Regions from separate parts of the Macaca mulatta genome. Here region 2 is linked to region 1. A link is a contact called in public Hi-C data. All regions are on one chromosome and are shown on one strand. Each heading gives the region's core, a stretch centred on a gene start, on an enhancer-like site or on the middle of the called end of the contact. The rest is flanking DNA. Distances are from core to core; before and after follow the strand shown. Region 1 holds the start of TOPBP1 (DNA topoisomerase II binding protein 1). Region 2 holds the start of SRPRB (SRP receptor subunit beta).

Region 1 (6,631 bases), core at 2,972-5,471:
TGATCTTTGTTAAAAGTCACGAACAATAAATGGAAGGTCTTTTAAGTTATCTTCTATGCAGTGAAAAATTAAGAATAATAGATACATAAATTGTTCAATCATGATGAGGTCAATATCTACCCTTTTTTCTTTTTCCAGACTTGTACAAGATACGGTTACATCAGACATAACCATATTATAAACTGGATGTTCGGCTCTTGGGACACATCGCTGGTGGTGCATACAAAATATGACTACTTGTGGACCAACAATTCTGCAGCCAAGCTACGAAAAAGAGAAAAGTTTACATGAGTTAAGAAGGAAAAGACCACCAGTCTTACCAAATTACATTTTGTAACATTCACCAATTCTTTACCAAAGTTGATGATCAATGTGGAAAAATCAGCAAATTGTTATAAGAAAAAAATAAAGACGACTATATAATTTCTCAGATATACTATACATTAAACACTCACACACAAAAGCAAATCAAACAATGCAAACCATCAAAAGAAATAAACTTCAGGCGAGGCACAGTGGCTCACGCCTGTAATCCCAACACTTCAGAGAAGGCCAAGGGGGGTGGATCACCTGAGGTCAGGAGATCCAGACCAGTCTGGCCACCACGGTGAAACTCTGTCTCTACTAAAAATACAAAAATTAGCCGGGTGCAGTGGTGGGCACCTGTAATCCCAGCCTCTAGGGAGGCTGAGGCAGGAGAATTGCTTGAACCCAGGAGGCAGAGGTTGCAGTGAGCTGAGATCACGTCACTGCACTCCAGCCTGGGCGACAGAGGGTAAGATCCTATATCAGAAAAAGAAAAGAAACTTCAAGAGCCCCTTTCACTCAAAACTGCCTTACTGCTTACACCTATATATAAGCCCAATACTTCGGGAGGCTGAGGTGGGAGGATCACTTGAGCCCAGGAGTTCAAGACCAGCCTGGCCAACATCAAGAAACCCTGTCTCTACTAAAAATACAAAAACTAGCCAGGTGTGGTGGTATACATCTGTAATCCCAGCTATTCAGGAGGCTAAGGCACAAGAATCACTTGAACCAAGGAAGCAGAAGTTGCAGTGGGCTGAGATCGTGTCACTGCACTAAAGCCTGGGCAACAGAACAAGATGCTGTCTCAATAAAAAAAAAAAAAAAAAAAAAAAAGCCTACCGTAACATAATTAGCCTTTCAATCCTGGTCTTGCCAAACCAAAAGAATGCCAATGTACTCATAAGTTGCATAACACTTCATAATCGGCAAAGAATGTATGTCAGCTGAAGCAAAGATAAACCAAAAAACAGACTACCAAAGGAACACACTAGAAGTCAGCAAACCTTTTTGAGGTGATCAAAGACAATGCCACTAAAAGGGTCACAGATATAAAGTGATCTATCATTCTCCTTTATCTTCAATGCCTCTTCTTCTGTAATAATCTGAAGATATTCTTCTGATTGGAATTCTTTTATGGACTGAAAGAAAAAATAAAATAAGAACGTACCTGAAATGACTCCCCTGTATTTAGGTCCTATTCAAATTCCATCTCAAATCCAGCCTTTTCCCTATTGAGAGTCACCATCATGTCTCACTTAGACCTCTGCAGAAGGCTCCCAAATGGTCTTTTTCCCTTCCTTGCCCTAAATCTGTTCTCTACACAGCAGCTAATAATCTTTTTAAAAATACAAGTCAAATCATGTCACTGTCTGCTCAAAACCTAATGTCTTCACACCGCACCCAGAATAAAATCCACATTTCTTACTATAGCCTTCAAGACAACACAGTCTGGTTCCTGCCTATCTTCCCACCTTTACCTCCTACTTCTCATCTCCCTTGCTTACTCTATTCCAGCCACTCCCACTTTCTTGCCAGCCCTGGAACAAGCCAATCATAACCTCATTTAGATGCTCTGCTCTTGATCTTGCAGCAGGGAATACTCTTTTTCCAAGTTTTCACCTGACTTAATCCCCCACTTCAATCAGGTCTGCTTAAATGTCACCTCCCCAGAGATGCCTATCCTAACCATGCTTTCTCAAATACCCTTCCTCTACCCTTTTAGTCTATTTTATTTAAAAATACATATATATATAGTTTTTGTCTCTCTCCCCTGGAAGTTTCGTTATGTATCTTGTTTGCTACTATATCCTGACACCCAGTAAGCACTCAAAAATGTTCTGAACCAGTTTTGAGGTCCTTATGTTAAATACAGTAATCCCTTTAAAACTGTAAGTCAGATCATGTTTACTCTTCTGATTGAAACCCTCCAATGGCTCTCCACTGAGAGAAAAATGGCCCACAAGGCCCTACATGACCTCTTTACCATTATTCTCTGACACATTCCTTAGCACTCTTCCCCCATCCCTCACTTACTACACAACAGAACACTAAACTTGGATAGAGACTACAGACACTTTCCCAGGGGCTGTATAAGGTTGCTCTCTCTGCCTGAAACATTCTTCTCCAAATATCTGCAAAGCATCTCACCTCCTTCACGTTTACTCAAATATCTTTTTCTCCATAAAGCCTACCCTGATCGCACGCTATTTAAAATTATAACCCCCTTTTCTTCCCACCCCCAAGAAACATCCTCTGGAACCCCTTAACCTGTTTTGCTTTTCTCTCTTCCCAATTTATCATGTCTGATTAGTGTCTATGTCCTCCTGTTAGAATGTAAGCTCTGAGAGAACAGAAATCTTTGCCTGTTCTGATCACTGATAAATCCCAAGTACTAGAGAAGTGCCTATCAAATCATGAACACTTCAATAAATACTTGCTGAATGAATGAAATTTTTAAAAATCTGCTACAAATGCTTCTCAAACTTTAATGCACACTGACGATCTTGTTAAAGATGCAGATTCTAAGTGGTGAGTCTGGATTGGAGGCCAAGATTCTGCATTTTGAACAAACTTCCAGGCCATGCTGATACTGCTGAGATCTGTGAGAAGCAAGGCTCTACATCACCTCTACTATCATCCAATTATCACACTGTACATAATAAAACATAATTTTTAACAATTAACCAAAAAATTTTCAAGTATGACCAGTATACGACTGACTCAAATTTTTACAGCACACAAAGGACCACTCTGGTTAGGAGGCAAATGAAAGCAACTTAATTTCCAAAAACTGCAGGTCAGTCACATTAAACAGCAACGTGATAATAGACTTCCAGCCCCCCGAAATACATAATAATGTACTTAGATCAATTCGAAAATATGTAATAATGATATATCTGTATTAACGTAGACTATTAAATTATTATGAAAGTGAAATATCTACTTCTAAGACATAAAGCCCAACAAATCAAAAACACTTAAAAACAAGAAAATGAATTCACGGTATTAAGACGTTTTCAACTCTTACCTCGAGAGCTTTAAAAAAACATTTGGAATTGTCTGAAGACTTTAAAAACTTCACAAAAAACGGTTCTTTGTCATTTCTGGACATTTCTGAACTGTCAAAATAAAGGAACCATTAACAAGAACAAAACCACATTAGGTATAAAGTTCCATGTTTAACCCACCTATTTTTCCATGCAGACAAGAATGCCTAAAGACATACATTCTGGCTTTGCCGGTGAATTCGTCAAAGGCATTTGTAAGAAACCCTGGAATGTGCCCTTGAACCCATCATTTAACTTCCTCCGTTTTCTTTGGCAAAGCCAAAGAAAAACATGACAACACCAATCCTTGCAAATCAGAGAGCAAAATTAACCCGAATTGAATACACTGAGGAGGGCCCTGCTATGAAGGCTCTAAGCCCTCTAAGCCAATGGACATTCAATTGCACTTGTTTTATGGATACACAGAGTGCATCTGTCCCTGCGGATACTCACGGCCTGCGAGGTTCGTTCACCCCTCAGTAAACAGATTTTAAATATAAACATGGAAGCCAGTTAGCATGGTCTTTGCCCCTGCATAAGGCCAGATGCTCCAGTTCCCAGCTCCAGAAAAAGGCCTGGCTCTGGGATCACGGAAGCCACGTCCTTTAGGTGTCAAAGGCCCACCCGCCAGTCCCAGGGCCAGTTACTAGGACAGGAAAAGAGGGTCCTGAAGGCCATAGAACGCATCGCGAACCCCAGTTGGGGCCGGGGAGGAGCTGAGTCCCCACTCCGCGCCTTACTTACCTCGTTGGGGCCTCGGGGTCTCCGGGCGGCGAGTCGGGGGACGCGCTGCCCGCAGGGCGGTGGCTGGGGTCGGGCGCCAGCCCGGCGCACAGCCCCCTCCCCCGACTCGGCGCCGCCCCTACCCCAAAGCAAACGCTGGAGAACCCGGAAATTGACCAGAACGGAAACCGACTTTCGCGCCAACCGCGCGGCTGCGCTCGCCTTTTCCGGTGGAAGTGACGCCATCCGCAGCTGCGGCAGGAAAGCGGAAATGTCAAAAGTGGAGGTGAGCGGTCCATGGGCGGTAGGGATTCAGGGAAAGCTTGGGCCGGATCCCTTGGATTAGGGCTTTGCTGGGCAGGCCTACTCGCCGCGGAGAGTAGGCCCAGCGCCGTCCGTTCAAGAGGTAGGACCACAGGCCAGGAATACTCCTTTACTGTTAAAAAAGCCACGGAAAGAAAGGATGTCCTCAATAGATGTACTTTATACCTGCCTTATACCAGGTATGCACGGAAAAACGTATTATCCAAAACAATTCCTTGAGGCAAATAGTGGTAGTTCCATTTTGCAGATGTAAAAACGGAGGAAGTTAAATGATGGGTTCAAGGGCACACGGCTAGTAAGTGGTAGAATTAATACTGCATCCAGGTCTTCTGACTACGGACTGGGTGGTTTCCCTCCAACACAGCAGGAATAGAATCACTGCCTAACACAGCCACAAGATGGCAAGGGAAGAAAGGATGACTTACTACACAGCTAATGTCTTTGCCAAGATCGTCAATGGTCTCCCCTCCTCCTCCCCTTCAGTGGACATCACCGTTCTCTTTCTCTGCATCTGCCTCGTACTGGGGAGATTCTAGCACTGAACCTGAGGTTCAAATGGCAGAGAGCAAAGGGAGAGGGGGTAAAATGGGCCTGCAAAACCTTAGCTCAGTGATAACTAGTGGTAAACTGATTAGTTGTTGCTTCTTTTCATTTTATTCTTTAAAAATATTTTTTTCTTATTTTATAAAATCTAGCCACTATACTAATGCGGATCATTTTATTCTTGACTGCTGAGATTGAGAAAATGACTTTGGATTTACTAATGTAAAAGTATAATGCCATGTCCCTTGATCGTTTTTGTTTTTCTTTTCTCTTTAGAGCCTAAAGATAGTAGTGAGCAGCTTGAGTCTTAAGTGTTTGAATACAACGATGGAAGGTGACAAGGATTCTTTGCTTGGCCAAACTTTAGTCAGACTCCTCAACTTTCTCGTAGGTTTATCTGTGTATTTCCTTGGAAAATCCAGTTAGAACCCTCCACGCTCAATATCTGATCAGGTTCCTCATCCTCTACCATCCTTAGGTGATGTCTGATCACCTTCACCTATTTTCAGCAAGAAACCCCTTTACTCGTGAAGTTCCTTCTTAGTAATATTGTATCCAGTGACCCCAAACTTTTGTTCCTTGGCTATAAATTCCCACTTGCCCATGCTGTATTTAAAGTTGAGCCCACTCTCTTTCTCCTAATTCGGCATCCCATTGCCATGGTTGCTATACGTATCCTGATGGTCCTGAATAAAATCTGTCTTACTATGCTTTAATAAATTTCTATCATTCATTTTTTATTTATTTATTTATTTTTTATAAAAAATGAGTCAGAATCAACACTGGGGCTCAAAGGTAAAGACCTATTGCTGGGGGAAGGGTGAAGAAAGCCTTAAAAACAAAAATCACTAGAGGTGGAAAAAAAAAATAAACCACATTAATTGTTAAGGTGCAAATCTGACCTGAATCTGTAATAATAATTAATATTTCTGTTAACTGTAAACGGCACTTTACAGTTAACATGGGACTCCTCACACTATTCCCGTTTACTCTTTTCAGCAACCCTATAATAGATGGGTATCATTGTCTCATGTTATGGAGATGGGGAAAGTGAAGTTCAGGGACTGTGTCACTTGCCCATGCCTTTCCTGACACACCACACTGCTCCTGGGTACGTGCTGTCTGCCCATCTATGTGTGAAGGTCCACACCAGGGAGGGAGCCCATTCCTGGCATTTCTGGCCCAAGTAGAGACCTCACACAAGAAGGAGATTCATAGATGCTGCTCATGAAGATGAAGAAAATGCACCCTTTAGCTTTTAGCCAGCCAGAACTTGATAGCAGAGGAGTGACCTGTCTTTAGAGTAAGAGTTCACCACTAGGGGCAAGTTCTCCCATCGTGTGTCTCGAGACAAGCAGAGAGGATCTGTCTCTAGTACCTACTCCTGGAAAATGGATAGAGCAGTGGTTCTGATGTGTAGTCTCTGGGCCAGCAGCATCAGCATCTCCTGGGAATTTTGGGGGAATGAAAATTCTTGGGCTCAACTTCAGACCTATTAAGTCAGGAACACTTGGGGTAGGGCTAACAATCTGTGCCCTTCAGGTGATTTTGATACACATTTAAGTTTGCTTGAACAGCAGTCCTTCAGGAAAGGGTGAAAATGGTTAGTCATTTCTCAGTATGCACGGAGGATTGATTCCAAGGCCCCCTGCCGATAACAAAATCTGAAGATGCTCGAGTACCTTATA
Region 2 (6,631 bases), core at 2,193-4,692, 130 kb after region 1:
TCAGCAACAGAGTGAGACTCTGCCTGAAAAAAAAAAAAACTAAAAGTATTTGGAATGATGCTTGGCACCAGGAAGTGCTCATTAACATTAGAAACTATCTTCATGCCCCACTGTCTTCCCCATACACCATAGTCTTGCTTCCATCCTCACACTCCCCCATCTCTTGCTTATCCCCTTGAGCTCAGACTCATTCAAAGCCTCATCAAAGGAGTCTCTCTGCTACAGAAGATGCTACTGACTACTTATAGGACATGTCTGTTTTACTCCTGTGCCACTGACTCTTCCTTCCTAGGCTTTTTTGTGGGTTCCTTTCCTCATTCTTCATGCTCTCCATGATTTTAATGACCAATTATTTATTCCTGACTCCCAAATGAAAACCTAGTGTATACTTGTGGAACTTTATGTTTACTCATCACTTGCTTGACATAAGTTTTTAGATTTCCCAGAAGCACCTGAAATGCAACATATAGAAAAGAGACAGTTTTCATTCTGGCTACTCTTACATTGGATCCACAGCCCCAAGCCCCCTACCATTGAGGTCCCTAATTCATTTAATGGCTTTCTCATCTTCCTAGTCACCCACACCCACCACCTAGGATGCAGCCTTGAAAACATTCCTTTTACTTAATTCACAATATCCAACTAATCACATCCTATGTATTTTAACTCTCAGACATCTCTCAAATTTGTGCCCTCATTTTCATACCTATTTCTGTCTCTGTATTAGATTCTGAGCATCCTTTGCCTAAATACTGCATCTTTTACCTAAATGCTCTCAGCTGCTCTCTCTGCCTGAAGTTTTTTTTTTTTTTTTTTTTTTTTTTTTCTCTCAAGTGTTAGTTCTCCATAGATCTGCCAATTATCTATATCACCCCAAATGAAACTTCTTACTGCATTCTGGATAAACTCTAAGATCCTCAACATAGCACACAAAATCCCTTCTGGTCTGATTCCTGCCAATCTTTCTAGCTTCATCTCCTGTCACTCCTACTTAAATGACTGCTCTAATCAATATTTATAGATTTTATAATTGATGATTTGGCATCCATTCATCACCAGGCCAAACTAACAGCCAACATTGTTTACATTTCCCCCGTGGCCTGGCTTTTGAGGGTGTGCCTAAATCATATTACAAAGCTTCCTACCACAACCCTTAACATCTGTGTTTCACTTCTTGCCCAATCAAAAATGTCTCTATCTAGCTACTTGCTGACACATTAGTAATAAAGGCAGAGTCCCAGTTCCTCTCTTTTTTTCTTTTTTGGAGGCAGGGTCTAGCTCTGTTGCCCAGGCTGGAGTGTAGTGGCATGTGATCACAGCTCATGGTAACCTGGAATTCCTGAGCTCAAATGCTCCTGCCTCAGTCTCCCAAGTAGCTGGGACTGCAGGCATATGCCACCATGCCTGGCTAATTATTTTTTAATTAAAAAAATGGTTTTTTTTGCAGAGACAGGGTCTCACTATGTTGCCCAGGCTGGTCTTGAATTCTTGGCCTCAAGTAATCCTCCTGCCTTGGCCTCCCAAAGTGCTGGGATTAATAGCTGTGAGTCACCAGGTCCAATGCCAGTTCCTCTCTTTTTCCTTGTCCCTGTGCACGTTGAGGTTTTGTGTGGCCCTGAGTGTTATCAAGCTAAATGACAAGCAGAGAGGGAGGCTCTAAAAGAAAATAACATTTATTCATGAGTAGGCATTGCAGTGGGAATATGTATGCCATTTCAACTATGTGCACATTCAGGGAGGTGTAAAGGAAGACAAAGATTTTTAAAGAAAAAATGAGTCGGCCGGGCGCGGTGGCTCAAGCCTGTAATCCCAGCACTTTGGGAGGCTGAGGCGGGCGGATCACAAGGTCAGGAGATCGAGACCACAGTGAAACCCCGTCTCTACTAAAAATACAAAAAATTAGCCGGGCGCGGTGGCGGGCGCCTGTAGTCCCAGCTACTCAGGAGGCTGAGGCAGGAGAATGGCGGGAACCTGGGAGGCGGAGCTTGCAGTGAGCCGAGATCGCGCCACTGCACTCCAGCCTGGGCAACAGCATGAGACTCCGTCTCAAAAAAAAAAAAAAAGAAAAAAAGAAAAAATGAGTCAGATTCCATAACTGTTTTGAGATAATTATCCTCGGCTACAAGGATCAAACAGCAAGGATAGCATCAGTAATAGGCTGGACAGGCAGTTGCTGGGTAGCTGTCCTCACAGACATATTTTTTGTGTGTAAGGTTGCGATGCCCTTTGTGCACGGTTGTGGTTTTTGCAGTCTTCTGTGACAGTTTTTGTCATCAGGCATTAGTGCATGAGAACCCTCCCTCCACGGCCTTTCACCAGCTCCATTTTTCTGATTTAAATAAATAAATAAATAAATAAAGTGACTCCATTTTGATTCTGACAACTTTTTCAATGGCAATGTGGAACTGTAGTAACTTTTTTCAATCTTTCAGTGACACTGACATCTTCATGTCTCTACTCAGTCATACAATTAAATTAAATCATGTGTACATTTTAAAACAATGACAACCTGTTTAATGACAGAGACTGTGAACTGGGACCCTCGAGGTTGGCCACTTTTGGTGTTTTATTTGGGCCACAAGTTTTTGAATGCTTTCAATTACCTACCAAAATTTCAAAAGTGGAAAACTTCCCATAAAAACCTGCCTTTATTGCTTCTCTTGAAAACTGGAAGAACTGGCCACCTAGGTCCCACAACACCTACCTGGCTGAATAAGGTCGGCCCCACTTTCAGCAGAAATAACCTCTGCAGTTTTCAACAGCCCCAGCTCTCCTGGGCGTTGACTTTCCTAGTTGCTTCCTTTAATGCAGACGTTTGAGTTTGCAGCCCTAGATTGACAGTGTAGGGGCACTGAATTAGTTAGCTTTCCCACGCACATCATTTCTTATACTCATTTTTTTCTGCACAGCACCTCTTTTTCCTTTAACCACTCGCACATGCTAACTCGTTCTTCAGGACTCAGTTCGAATTTCCAGAAGCTTTTCTCTGAACTCATGATGGACTCTGCGTCCCATTATGTATTCCCGCATCGCTCCGCGCATCCATCTAGCACATCCCTTGCCACATTAAATTCAGATTAAATGTTTGTAGGATGCTTGAGTTCTTCACAAGTCTCACGTCACTTAGCGACGGTCAGGAAATCCTCAGTGGTAGTTTCGGGAGTCATTCATTTTATTGATTTCATCATTCTTTCAACAGCCATAACGTACGTGACGACGACTGACTCGTATCTTCAAAGATGTGTGTGTCCCTCCCCTGTCGTTCTGCAGGAGGACCGAGTACCAGAGAACTACAACTCCCATCAGGCACTTGGGGATCACCGCGGCTGAGGGAGAGACTAAGGCTTAGGAACCACCATTCGCGTGAGGCTCTGCTCCCTGCGCCTGCGCAGAGTGCAGGGCCACGTCGCTTTTGCGGTACCCGAGACCACGCGTTTCATCCATGGCTTCCGCGGACTTGCGCCGGGTGGCAGATGGCGGCGGTGCTGGGGGCACCTTCCAGCCCTACCTAGACTCCTTGCGGCAGGAGCTGCAGCAAACGGACCCAACGCTATTGTCAGTAGTGGTGGCGGTTCTTGCGGTGCTGCTGACGCTAGGTAAAAGGCGGCCGGTGGTTATGGCGGGTGCGGGGCGGGCAGAGGTCCGGGCTGAGAGAGCGCCTTGAGGGCATCAGGAGGGTGAGACCCACCCAGTCTACACCCCACCCTCTCGCCTGAAGCAGCGGCAGCAGCGGGGCGTTAAGGGAGATCCCGGGCGACCCCCGGAGTTACATCCTGGTCTTTGGGGCGCGGATTGCTCTTCGTCATCTTCCCTGTCATGCTTGAGTGCGCTATTCCCCACCTTCCGCTGTTCTCAGTGCAAGGATTCAGGGTCTTGACAGCAACTTTCAGCCTATACCAAGGTAGTGAGATCGCACTTGAGTCCCCAGTCAGAGTAAGGAGTGCAAAGAAAAGTTGACAGTTGACACGCCCGGCTCAGTGGGCCCCTAACAACAGCAATAGTAACCATTATGATAAAAGTCAGTTCCAGGTGAATGAGGTGTTTCATCACAGACTTCTGTGAATTTCCCCACCCCAGCCATGCACATATACTGATTGCCAAGGCGTAATTTCTGTTGTTTTTCTTTCTATTCCACAGTCTTCTGGAAGTTAATCCGGAGCAGAAGGAGCAGTCAGAGAGCTGTTCTTTTTGTTGGCCTTTGTGACTCCGGGAAAACGTTGCTCTTTGTCAGGGTAAATGATTTCATTTACACCCCTGTTAAGCTTAATAGAAAATTGTATAGCATCCCAGTATTCCTGTCATCTCATGGTTTATTTTCTAAAAGAAGCTGATGCTGGTAAATTTGAGAGTTACCAAATTTACTTGACTTACTTGGGAGAACAGAAAGACTCTTAGAAACCCATAATTGAGAAATGTTGATCATTTTTCCTCTTTTTTCTTTTTTTTTTTTTGCCCTTGCCAGATGCTGATATTTAGTCTTTATCACATTTAAGGGTTTTATTTAATTAGTTTCATTCCAGAATAGCAGAAGCACAGAAGCCAGTGGTCTACAGTTTATCATTCCTTGGTTAACAAATTCTTATGAGAGTTTATCAAAGACACTTTTTCACAGGATGATCCTTCTTTGACATAGTGGGCTAGTTAGCTTCTTTTTACTAATATTTATTTTTAATACATTTAGTATTTTTAATAGTGTGTTTTAACATGGTGAATAGGAGAGGTTTTCTGCTTTTTAACTTTTCTTTCTGAGAGTATAAATTATTTCCCTTCCATTCAAGAAATAGCTCAAATCTTTTTTTTTTTTTTTTTTTTTTTGAGGCAGGGTCTCGCTCCAATGCCCAGGCTGGGGTACAGTGGCGGGATCTCCGCTCATTGCAGCCTTGACTTCTGGGACTCAGATGATTCTCCCACCTCAGCTTCCGAGTAGCTGGGACTACAGGCGTGCGACACTAAGCCCGTCTAATTTTTTATATTTTTTGTAGAGATGAGATTTCGCCACATTGCCCAGGCTTCAAATCATTTTTGATGGTTAAAAATCTTTACAGAAGATTGGGAAATTTGGCCACTAACTGTCTTTTGAGAATAATGTTATTTTTATACCATTAAGGAGTAAAATTTGCAATTAATTCGATTTTTTTTTCTACAGGTAAAAAATATTAATATGGTCTTTTTCACCTATTGCAAGCAGCATTCATTTACTTAACCTTACACCTGGGAGACTTAGAATAATATAACTCAATTTTGGTTTGCTATTAAAATGTTGAATATCTCCCATCTTGTTTTTTTTACAGTTGTTAACAGGCCTTTACAGAGACACTCAGACTTCCATTACTGACAGCTCTGCTGTATACAGAGTCAACAATAACAGGGTAAGATGTTTGTGGAGTTTTGGAGTCTGACAGTCTTACTTTACTGTGGTGTGTCAGTTAAGGACATTTTTAGGATGAGTTCATCTGAGGATGTAAGTACCATTTGTAGCTTATTTTTATGGAGAAACATATTCTTTGTGACAAATTCTGCTCTTGACAATCTGTACAGTAGATTTAATCATGCCCTCCTCTGCATTGTTGTACCTTAATGTACAGTAATGTTATATCACATTTTATTCTTATTTTTTGTTTCTGTGTCTTCTTTCCAACTTTACAGTGAGTTCTTAAGAGTGGGCATTAAACCTTTTATGTTTTGAATAGGTAATACATGCACGTGGTACAAAAATTCAAAAGGTTAGAAAGGATATTTGGTGAAAAGTAATTTTTGCTTTCCGTTCCCCACTACCCCGTCTTCTCCTTAGAAGCAGTAACTTACTTTTTTTGTGTGTAGCCTTCCAGATGTTCTGTGCTTATATAAACATGTCTGTATATCCTTTATTGTTTTTTCTTTTTAAATACTGTTCTGCCCATTATTTTTTTTCATACAGCTGATACGACTTGGGCTTTTCTTATTCTCCTATATTTGTATACGTAGTACCACCTGGTTGGTTTATGAGCTGCATAGTACTCCACTCTGTTGCTATACCACACAATTAAATTCTTACTTAATCAGGACCGTGTTAATAGACATTTAGTTTTGTTATCATAACCTTTGTTTTTACAAGCAGTGCTGCAATGGATATCTTGCAGAGTATATAGGAGTATATTTCAAATATAAGGAATCACGGGTCCTGGCTTGGTGGCTCATGCCTGTAATCCCAGCACTTTGGGAGGCCGAGGCAGGCAGATCACTTGAGGTCAGGAGTTCAAGACCAGCTGGCCAACATAATTAAATCCCGTCTCTACTAAAAATGCAAAAATCAGCCTGGTATGGTGGCGGGTGCCTGTAATCCCAGCTACTCGGGAGGCAGAGGCATGAGAATCACTTGAACCCGGGTGGTGAAGGTTGCAGTGAACCAAGATTGTGCCACTGCACTCCAGCCTGGGCGATAGAGCGAGACCAAACGAATTGTAATGCGTAATAAGTTTGTTTGTTTATTTGCTTGTTTTTGAGAAACAGTCTCACTGTGTTGCCCAGGCTGGAGTGCAGTGGCGTGATCTTAGCTTACTGCAACCTCTGCCTTCGGAGTTGAAGCGATTCTCCTGCCTCAGCCTCCTGAGTAGCTGGGATTATAGGCACCCACCATCATGCCTGGCTAATT

What was found. A called contact is a pair of places that touch in the nucleus more often than the background predicts.
Region 2: a Hi-C map of fetal cortex germinal zone shows a contact between it and region 1, with 4 times the contacts expected there. The contact joins the promoter of SRPRB here to the promoter of TOPBP1 in region 1. A contact is called at or near these places in 3 of 14 Hi-C or Micro-C datasets (fetal cortex germinal zone, fetal cortical plate and liver).

Annotation. Positions count from the first base shown.
Region 1 is chr2:36,716,156-36,722,786 of T2T-MMU8v2.0, forward strand. It overlaps TOPBP1 (DNA topoisomerase II binding protein 1), which reads right to left and starts at 4,222. Exons shown (of 28, transcript NM_001266430.1): 1 at 4,098-4,222; 2 at 3,335-3,425; 3 at 1,311-1,445; 4 at 121-264. The coding sequence starts at 3,418.
Region 2 is chr2:36,849,464-36,856,094 of T2T-MMU8v2.0, forward strand. It overlaps SRPRB (SRP receptor subunit beta), which reads left to right and starts at 3,443. Exons shown (of 7, transcript NM_001190876.1): 1 at 3,443-3,596; 2 at 4,138-4,232; 3 at 5,292-5,369. The coding sequence starts at 3,443.